Linked DNA regions of Mus musculus: all the other regions are linked to region 2. A link is a contact called in public Hi-C data. All regions are on one chromosome and are shown on one strand. Each heading gives the region's core, a stretch centred on a gene start, on an enhancer-like site or on the middle of the called end of the contact. The rest is flanking DNA. Distances are from core to core; before and after follow the strand shown. Region 1 overlaps Foxn3 (forkhead box N3). Region 2 has its middle 65 kb from the start of 4930474N09Rik. Region 3 overlaps Foxn3 (forkhead box N3).

Region 1 (3,237 bases), core at 423-2,922, 210 kb after region 2:
CTCCTCTCCCTCTCTCCTGCCCTCCTTCTCCGATGCTTCTCTCCACCTCTGCCTTCGTCACGGGAGTCACATGGCCTCAGTTTGAGGACTGCTCCGTTGCTGTTGCTCTTAGCTTTTCTAGGGAAGCTCCTTTATATGTAGGACATCCTTTAACTGCATGGAGCTGCTGAACCTTACACAGGAGATCCATGCACGCACTTAGCAATGTTTTTACCTTTTATATAGTCCAGGCCATCTAGCAGGTGATGAAAGGCACCGGCCTCTGGCTCCCCCTGATCGGTGCCACTTCCAGGTTGCTGAGCGCCACACCTGCTCTGGCTTCCTCCTCTGGCATCCCTCACATTCGTGCTCTTTCATTCTCTGGGTACCAGGCTGCTTGTGGCCTCCCAAGTACAAGTAAATGCTCTCACCTTAGTGTCTACTCTAGGCAGCTACCCTCTACTTAAAGCAGCTGCCTTCCCCATCCTTAATGCAAGCTCTGTTCATTCTACACAATGCTGCCCCTCCAGGCTGTCTCCTTTTCTCCACGCTCCATGTATAAAGTAGATAGAGTCTGTCTTTATATGCATCACACACACTCTTAAGTGGATGGCAACAGCAGGTGTATAGCAAATGCCTCAGAAAGAAAGGGAGGGAGGGAGGGAGGGAGCAGGGTATGGTAGCACAAGCCTTTAATTTCAGCACTCAAGAGGCAGAGGCAGGCAATCTCTGTGAGTCTATAGTCTACATAGTGCCTGGTCTACATACATAGTAAGCTACAGGACACCAGGGCTACACAGTGAGTGAGACCCGTCCCAAAAACAAAAACAAATAATAAAAAGGAAGAATGCTAACTAGCTCTATGAAGTATACAGACCAGTTACCAAAACCCTCTTTTTTTTGCTAAGTGCTCTTTATTCAGAATGGTGACGTCACTTAAAAGTGTCAAGCAGGAATAGTAAGGGATCCAAGGCACACACACACACACACACACGCACACGCACGCATGCACGCACACATGCATCAGCCAGTTCCTGATATCTGTTGACTTTTGTCGTCTGCAGAAGCAAAAGAGAACTGAGAATTCAAACACTGAAAGTCTGGTAGCTGTTTCTGAGTGAGAATAAGTCGCTGTCTTCTCAGACTGGGCACTCTGCAGGGCAGTCCTGCCATCGGCCCCTATCTCTGCATCTGGCTGGACTCAGAGCCAAGGCAACCAAGCACTAAATTAACACTCCCACAGCTGCAAAGGTTCAAGGGCTCTGAACAGGGGTGGCCTACCTAACTGAAGGACAGATATGCATGCCCCTTTGTCTCCCATATCAACAGGCTCAACCTCTGCAGTCCCACAAACGACCCTCTGTCTCTGCGGCTGCTGTTGAATGCAGCTGTCCTGGCTCTTCCTGGTGATCACTCCTCTAAAAATAGCTCTGATGCTGTCGCAGGGAAACTTGAGCAGGTCCTGAAAGCGGATCCCCTTTTAGTCTGAGCTGCTTCGACTTTAAAAAACAGGCAGCTATGAACATACCTTCATGTGTCTGCATGATGCTCAAGTAGTCATGTAGCTCACAGCAAAACACAAAAGATAAGACAACACACACAAAGCCATGCAAATGACAGAGCCGCAGCACCAGGTCTGCCATGTCAGACTGTCGTGTTTGAGCCCAGACTGAGAAACCTGACTGTAAGAGCAGATGCCATGAAGATCCCGGGGACACATCCTGCCAGTCCAGACTTCTGACTGCTTGGGGGAGGGTTAGGGCAGGTGGTAAAGAAATTGATTACATAGAAAGACTTGTAAATATGGGGTACTGGGTTCTTAAAAGTCCTACTAAAATTTGCACCTATTAGCTTCAACAGGACACCAAGATTGTCTGAGTGTGGGGAGTTATCACCAGAGATACAGTCATTTGAACGACAGAGCGGACTTTATACACTACTGCATCTTTAACAATAATTTCTTAACAAGACAAAAGGATTTGCACTTATTGCCAACAGCTTGCTGGCAGCCAACACCAGGCAGGATGAGCTGCCTGGCAAGAGTCAAGCCAGCTCCCCTCCCCACCCCCACCCATCAGAAAGGGCCACTTCTAGATCTAGACTAACTTCAAAACAGATAAATATTTAAATTTGATGTTTGTTAAGAAATTGGGATGGAGAATCCAAGAATGACTCTTATTAAATAGATCTATAATGTAGATTTGCCTTCCGTTCATGATCACAGAAACTTAGGTGCTTCTATGACTTTTCTGACTCTCACAAATATGATACTAAACAAATCACACATTTGTATTTCAACCCCCCCCCTCGGCAATCGTATGTGTGTGTGTGTGTGTGTGTGTGTGTGTGTGTGTGTGTGTGTGTTTTAAGAAGAGTGTGAGAAAAGGGGCCTGGGAGACCTAAGCCTTTGTAAAATGTCAGTCACCCCAGATCTCTCAAGGACACAAAAATTCCCACAGGTGCCTAGAACTCTTTACACAAGATAGCACAGTATATGCACACATGCACCAGCTAATCTCTGGGTTACCAAACACAATGCAGATGCTATATAAACTGTTACAATACTGTACTGTTTAAGAAGTAATGATAAAGGGCATGTATAATATGTTCAGGATAAATTCTATTTCAAGGGCTGGAGAGATGGCTCAGTGGTTAAGAGCACTGACTGCTCTTCCAGAGGTCCTGAGTTCAATTCCCAGCAACCACATGGTGGCTCACAACCATCTGTGAGGGAATCCTATGCTCTCTTCTGGTGTGTCTGAAGACAACTACAGTGCACTCATATACATAAAATAAATAAATATATCCTTTTAAAAAATTCTATTTTTTCCCCCAAGTAAATATCCTTGGTTTTGTGGATGTTCAAGCGTGAGGGTGTAGAACCCAAAGATACCCAATCAGGAACCACACCATCATTTTCATGAATTCTTACAGAGGCGGAGCTCAGCAGCTTCCTGAGGAGTCTCCCTTCCTCTTCTTCTGCTCTAAAGAATCTGCTTCATCCCCATGAGGGGAGCTGAGGAGAAGGCGCACGGGCGGGCGGGCGGGCGGGCGGGCGGGCACACACGCGCGCGCACACACAAACACACACACACACACACACACACACACACACACACACACACACCAATCCAGCTCTGTCTCCTGTGTAAAATATACAGCATTTTCTCTAAATTAAACTCTATTCATGTTTAAAGCTAAGCCATACAGCTTAGATGGGAAAGATGGCTTACAGTGTTCCGGAGTGTGGATTAAAAG
Region 2 (2,947 bases), core at 402-2,901:
ATTAATCAATCACGATACTTCTCAAACTGATCCTTCAGGAACACTCTCTACACTTCAGACTTCATGCGCAGGACACGAAATGCATTTGCCAGCCCACCTCGACTTCCATCAAGTGAGCCAACCTAGGAAGAGTGTCTAAGTAAGTCTTTGGTTGAGGACTAAGCTTTCTGGTAGGCAACCTTCCTCTTTACCCCAGAAGGTGGTTTTCTGGTTTTCTTAGTGTCTGCATGGCTCCTGGTAACCTCCTCAGGCCTCAGTGTTCCTGCCTTAGATTCTGGCAACAGATTCTCTGTGTTTTCTTGGGCTCTCTCCCGTCTCCTTCTGGTGACAGAAGAAGACAGGGAGAGACAGAAGTTCAAGATGATCAGGATCCAAGAAACATGCTGTTCAATTCAGTTTCTCCTTCCAGGATTTTTTTTTTTCTGTTAAGGAGTCATCATCCCAGGGTGTCTGGTACCCAAGAGAGCCGATGGCACAACTTAAAAACTGTAGCAAAACAAAGGGACTTGAACTCCGGTGTCAGTTCACAGCCACTGGGCTTCTGCACTGTCCGCCACTAGGCAAAGATTCTCCTTGCCTTCCGTAAGCGTGAGGTGTTTCAACGACTTGATTTAGATTTCATGCGGAAGTAACTTTAAGGAAGGACTCAAGAAGAGCAGGCCTGGGTGAGAGTGGGGTGGAGGACAAGATTTAGGGATGGTTTCTAGTCCCTGCCCTAGGCCTCAAGACTGGGGCTGCCCCAGTCTGTTGGAGGAGACAAGCTCTCGGTACTCAATTTATAATGCTTTGATTCGCGTGTACACTAGGGGGCGCAAGCAGGCTTGTTTTCCAGAATGGCCCTAACAAATCCTCAGCGATTCTAAGGAATGGGGTAGAGGAGGGATGTCAGGAGCCACACTGTCTCTGAAAAGTGCTGAGAGTAAACGGATGTTTGAGGATGGGGTCTAAGAAGGAGGGTAATATCCTCACTAATTGCTCGAAGCGGTTTTCTATATTTGTCCACACCCCACACCCCCCATCAGCCTTGGAACTCTGAGCTGGGGCTAAAAGGGCAAGTTATGTGAGGGCCTGGGTTGCTCCCGGACTAAGCTGGCAACTAGGCTGGCAGGCTGGCAGCCTCGAGGTGAGTCAACACATGGAAGCTGGTGGCCCAGAGCGGCTCTTTCAAGCTGGCTGAGACTGAACCTCTACAGTAAGGCCAGTGTTTCACCCAGTCCTGAGTCAGCCAGCCAGGAGACTCGGGTCTATGGAAAAAGGCCCTACATACCTTTGCTCTGGAAAGAAGGGCTGTGCGTTTGGCCCCCAAATGCAAGAGCTCTTTTACCAAACGGACCTGTGCACCACTGACCTACTTTTTCCGTAGAGTAGACGGAAGCCAGCCCAGGAGTACACGGCCTTCTTCCCACCCGTTTCCTCCAATGCCTTCAACAGTGGCCTTGTTGTCCCAGGCTAGGGAACTACGGGTGTGGACCGTACTTTCCTGGCCTACCGAAGGGAAATGAGCGGAGGAAATCCGCACAAGGTTTTTTTTTTTTTTTCTGCCAAATATTTCTTCCCCTAGGAAGACAGTACATTCAAGCTACTGAGTGGAGACTGGAGTTAGGCCAGCCATAAACTATCCTAATGAAGACTAATAGGGAACTACAATTACTGTTGACTTCAGAATGCAAACACGAACTTTAGACAGCGATCCCTATCAGCCGGGGCGGTCGGGCACAGGCGGGGCGCACTGTTTTTGCGGTTGCTTAGCAATGGAAAATGAACTGTTCCTGCCTCTTATCACTGGAGGTGGAGGTAGGACAATGAGCGTTATTGGACTGAATAGGTATAAAATTAGTTTATTCTTTCTCGCTTGGAGAAGGCAATTGGCAGCAAAGAGAATGTCTTGGATGAGGGGCCCTGCAGAAGTTGGGGGAGGAGGGTGGCCTCTTTTCTATCTCAGCTGATCCCAACCAGCCTTGTGTTTCCCTCCAGATAAAGTTTGATTTTTGACTGTGAGTGACCCTCCAGAATTATCATTAGAGAAAACATATACAAATGTAAATCACAGACCAGGTTGGAAATGAGAGTTGGGGGAATGAAATCTTAGTAACAAGAAGGTTAAGGGTAACCCCCAAATCCACAGGTCGAGATACATAACTGAATGCAATGTTAAATATAGACATCTTAGGGTCTCTATGCTTGGTACTGTATTAGATCAGATGTAATGATTTTTAGGTAAAAGAACGTATTGTGGAAAATCAAAACTGGCACCTCCAAAATCCACAGTGAAGATGGTCGCCTGGCCGGAAGGTCTTGTGGCTACGCAGAGGGATTTCCTTCTTTTGTACGGAGGGTCTCTTTCTGCAGTTGTGGTGCTGACCTCTCCTGAAACTACTATGAAGTCAGTGGCTTTGGTGAAAGGAAACCCACCGGGGCTTCCTGGGCAATGGCATGGAAAGGACCTTAGACTCCACTAATGCACACAGTTGGATAGAAATTGTCGGATACACTGTTCCTAAAACAGCAGGCTGAGCCCGGGGTGGGCAGCTGATGGCAGAACCACCCCGTTCCTATGCTTTCTGAACAAGGACTCTCTGTGTAGCTGGGGCAGACCTCTAACTCACAGTCATCCCGCACCAACCTTCTCAATGCCGGGGTTATAGGTGTGAGCCACCGCTCCTGAGCCACCAGCATTCATGGTAACTTGTGGCCATTGAGAAGTTGACTTGGATGAAATCACACGGGCTTGCCAACAGCAAATCTTTTTCTTTTTTCTTTTAATTTAAAATCAACACATAGGGTTTGACTCGATGCACGCCACATGCCCTAGAGTCATAAAAAAGCCTAAAGGTATCTTCATTCCCATTGCTGTGACCTTATATGATGTAAAGATTAGGCAGATGGGATTGGATTAAGGATTTTGAGATGTAAATCCTGGGTTCTTCAGGTGAGCCCAACTGGTGAC
Region 3 (3,291 bases), core at 764-3,263, 190 kb after region 2:
AAATGTCACCAGAGCGGAGACTTATGCTTCTAATTCATGCTTGTAATTGGTTGTCCAATTAGAATCAGATTACCTGAGCACACCCCAGAAAACTTGTTTGAGCTCGACACAATGGCACACATTGGGAAATCGGAGCTTGAGAGGCTAAGGGAGGAGGGCCAGAAGTTTCAGTCCAGCCTTGGCTGCATAAAGAGTCCCAATGTGCCCCCCCCCAATAAAAACCATCTACAGCCTAAGAAGCACTAGCTGACGTATGCTTTGGTAACTGCTAGGGAGGGGACAGGCCTACTGGGACCCCTCTTCAAGGATGGCCTAAGTTTCTTTCCACCACATAAGTAGCTGGCTCTCGCTTCCCAATGCTCGACCTCCCTGTTTACTGAAACAGACCTTTGTCGGGTCTGGTTTTATTCTGCATAATCCAGCACACTAAGTCAAAGAACAAGCCCTACAGATCACAGGCAACTCCAGTGAGACCCAGGGGAACCTTCTTTGTGTTTGTTCCATTTCTGTGGGACCACAGTCATTCAAGCATGGCAAGAACTGCATGGGATGCTCTTGGGAGGAGAGCCTGAGTCTTTCCCAGCCTCAATACACCAGAGATTGAAAGTGACCTTAAATGCCCTAAAGGCATCTCTATAGTCAACTGGGGGAGAATGTTTGTTGTTGTTGCTTGAGGGTGAAGGTATACGAAGCTGCAGGAGTCTGCACAGATGTTACCGTGAACATAACGAATGCTGTGCCTTTTAATTCTCACCAAGTTCATCAAGTTGGGACTCTTGCTTTTTGGACTGGGCAGGAAGCAGAGGCCTGCACCAGTCAGATGAGCTGCTTGAGGGCACATGGTTGGGGCGGCAGGGGCATGTCATCCCAGGGTTCCATTACCCACATCTGGAGAGCCTGCAACTTTCTTCTACAGGCTGCAAGGACCACTGAGAGTAACGATCTCTTTAAGGCCATTCCACTTAAGAACCTGGGCTACACACATGTGCACACAAATGTAGGCACACATCCCATTGTGTGCGTGATGGCACAGATATGAAAACCCTAAGGCCTGCCGCTTGGCAAGGGCTTAGGAAGGAAACCCACAGGGAGCAGAAAGAATGGATATAAACTTGGCTTCGGAAGCTTAGAGGGGGTAATTTTAAGTCCACTTCTGAAACCATCATTTGAACAGCTTGCTCAGAACACATCCTAAAAGCTTCATTATCCTTAAGTCTTTTGGTAATTTTACAAAAATATTTCTAGACCTCCACCCCAGCAGTTCCACAGAGCTTCAAGGGGAATGGCTTTTCCTTTCCAATTGTACTTAAAGCCAGGGCTCTTTGATAAGACACATGTTACTTATGGCAACAGGATCCAAAGCTGTTTCATCTCTACACTTCATAGTCTTGTTACGGGTATAATTTAATAGATTTCAGAAACATTCCTAAACGCTATGCAATCTAAAAGAAAACATTCCTATTGATGTATTTAGTCTAAAGTTACATCCATAAAAATGAACATCAAGTAAGATCAGTGCTCAGCAGTAGGGTTATTCTTTGTACTAACCTTCCAGTGGCTAATTCTAGGACTTTCTATTCTCCATCCAATCTTTAGCAATCATAAAGTGTATGTTGGGGGACTGGCTCCATAGGTAAAGCAATTCTCTGTGTAAGTGTGAGGACCTGAATTCAAACCCCAGGAGCTCAGTGCAGGCCCCTTACTGGAGCAGAAAAGCAGAGGCAGGAGGATGCCTGGCAGCTCCCAGGTCAGCTAGCCTGAAGTACTTAGGTGAAAAGACCCTGTCTCAAAAAAGGCAGACACATGTACGAAGACTGGAGGATGTCCTCTGCCCTCAACACTTGGACCACAGCACGGGCATACCTACAAGTATGTGCGGTGTGTGTACACACATAGACACACAAAGACACACACAGACAAAAGACAGACAGACACACAGACATACACACACAGAGGGGAAGTGGGGGAAACAGATGCCTTGCCTCTTGAGGAAGTCTCTGGTAAATGTTTTCAATTTCCTGTCCTCAGCCTTGCTGGCCATAACGTCTTACTCAGCAGTCTGCTCACAGGGCTGCTTTCTCAGAGGGCAATATGAGACTTCCATGAAGACAGTTATTAGAGACAGGGGTCTGGAGATTAGCTAAAGTTAGGGTCAAGCAGGGAAATGCAGACTATGGAACTGAAGGGGCCTTCGACTGTACAGCAGGCTACTGGCATGGGAAGTTTAGACAGCTGGGCTCACAGGTGTGGGGGGTGCGGCTCAGCTCTTGCCTGGCACACTCAAAGCCTTCAGTCTCCATCATATACCAACTGAACATGCTAACACAAGCCTGCAATCCCAGTACTTGAAAGGTAAATGGACATTGCAAGTCTTAGGTATACTACATACCTAAGACCCTTCATTCCAAAATAAATAAATAACCGGACCAGCAAAGATCAAAATGAACTAGCGGCCTCTTTGAAAGTCGTACTTCCTTGTTATTTTTTAATGAGCATAAAAGCATGTTCCAAAGCACACAGAGAAAGATTAGAGGAGCCCAGGAGCACCCCTCCAACTTCACCTCTGTAAACAGACCGGCACGCTGACAATTACTGAAGCTCCAGAAAAAGCTTTCCTCACTGCAGGACAAAAAGACAAACAATGCGGAGGAAGACTCAGAGTCTACCCCGGGCCAAGGAGAACAGAAGGCAGTGGGCATCTGAGGGCAAATGTGGAGAGGGGCTGCCCCCTCCCTGTAAGTGCTAAGGTTTTTTAGTGGGCACGCCTGGGGGCAGTAAGCAGATTTATGCAAGAGGTGAACGCCCTCCTTTGCACAGTGGACAAAAGAGTCAGCTTGCGGAAGGGATGAAAGATGCCAGAAAGCCCAGGGCGAGCTGCCACTTGTGAAAGGGACAGGCGGGCGGGGGAGGGTCTCAGAAAACCCAACAAAACCAGAGATGCGGGCCCTTGGAGTCAAGAACTCAGTGCCAAAGAGTGGTCCCTGAATCCTGCTAGGATCAGCAAAGAGATGCTGGCTGGGCTGACGTTCAGAGTGGAAACTGACAAGAATGCTCCTGGGAAGATTTTGTGGTGTTTCTCCATGAGTGTGTGGAAGAGCGAACCCTTTGGAGATAGACGAGATGAACAGGTGAATGCTGGTCCTGAGGAGTAGATTCACAGGAAAGGGCGTTGCCAAAAAATGAACACAGTGAGCCCCTCAGGGACGGTAGTGGTGGCGTGACAGTTAAGCACTGATTGCTCTTGCGGGTCACCTGGGTTTGGTTCCTGGCACCCAAATGGCTGCTCACAAC

What was found. A called contact is a pair of places that touch in the nucleus more often than the background predicts.
Region 1: a Hi-C map of the CH12 cell line shows a contact between it and region 2, with 2.0 times the contacts expected there. The contact joins two enhancer-like sites. A contact is called at or near these places in 2 of 15 datasets of contacts at CTCF or cohesin (large pre-B cells and pro-B cells), 3 of 484 Hi-C or Micro-C datasets (the CH12 cell line, Sertoli cells and cortical neurons) and 2 of 115 datasets of contacts at active chromatin or transcription factors (cardiomyocytes and stem cell-derived neural progenitor cells).
Region 3: a contact with region 2 is called in a Hi-C map of cerebellum, with 3 times the contacts expected there. The contact joins two enhancer-like sites. A contact is called at or near these places in 1 of 15 datasets of contacts at CTCF or cohesin (the NIH/3T3 cell line), 3 of 484 Hi-C or Micro-C datasets (cerebellum, cranial neural crest and olfactory sensory neurons) and 1 of 115 datasets of contacts at active chromatin or transcription factors (embryonic basal ganglia).

What each region holds. Positions count from the first base shown.
Region 1 is chr12:99,305,014-99,308,250 of GRCm38.p6, forward strand. The region is part of intron 3 of Foxn3 (forkhead box N3); the gene reads right to left. Among named protein-coding and RNA genes, the nearest start is that of Gm46371, 24 kb to the right of the region's middle. Within about 2 kb of position 1,673, at least 73 of the 459 cell types and tissues checked have an H3K27ac peak or open chromatin away from gene starts, as enhancers often do. A contact at or near this core is called in the CH12 cell line, where this site is marked.
Region 2 is chr12:99,096,285-99,099,231 of GRCm38.p6, forward strand. No RefSeq gene overlaps it. Among named protein-coding and RNA genes, the nearest start is that of 4930474N09Rik, 65 kb to the right of the region's middle. Within about 2 kb of position 1,652, at least 72 of the 459 cell types and tissues checked have an H3K27ac peak or open chromatin away from gene starts, as enhancers often do. A contact at or near this core is called in the CH12 cell line and cerebellum, where this site is marked.
Region 3 is chr12:99,282,613-99,285,903 of GRCm38.p6, forward strand. All of the region lies in intron 4 of Foxn3 (forkhead box N3), which reads right to left. Among named protein-coding and RNA genes, the nearest start is that of Gm46371, 46 kb to the right of the region's middle. Within about 2 kb of position 2,014, at least 66 of the 459 cell types and tissues checked have an H3K27ac peak or open chromatin away from gene starts, as enhancers often do. A contact at or near this core is called in cerebellum, where this site is marked.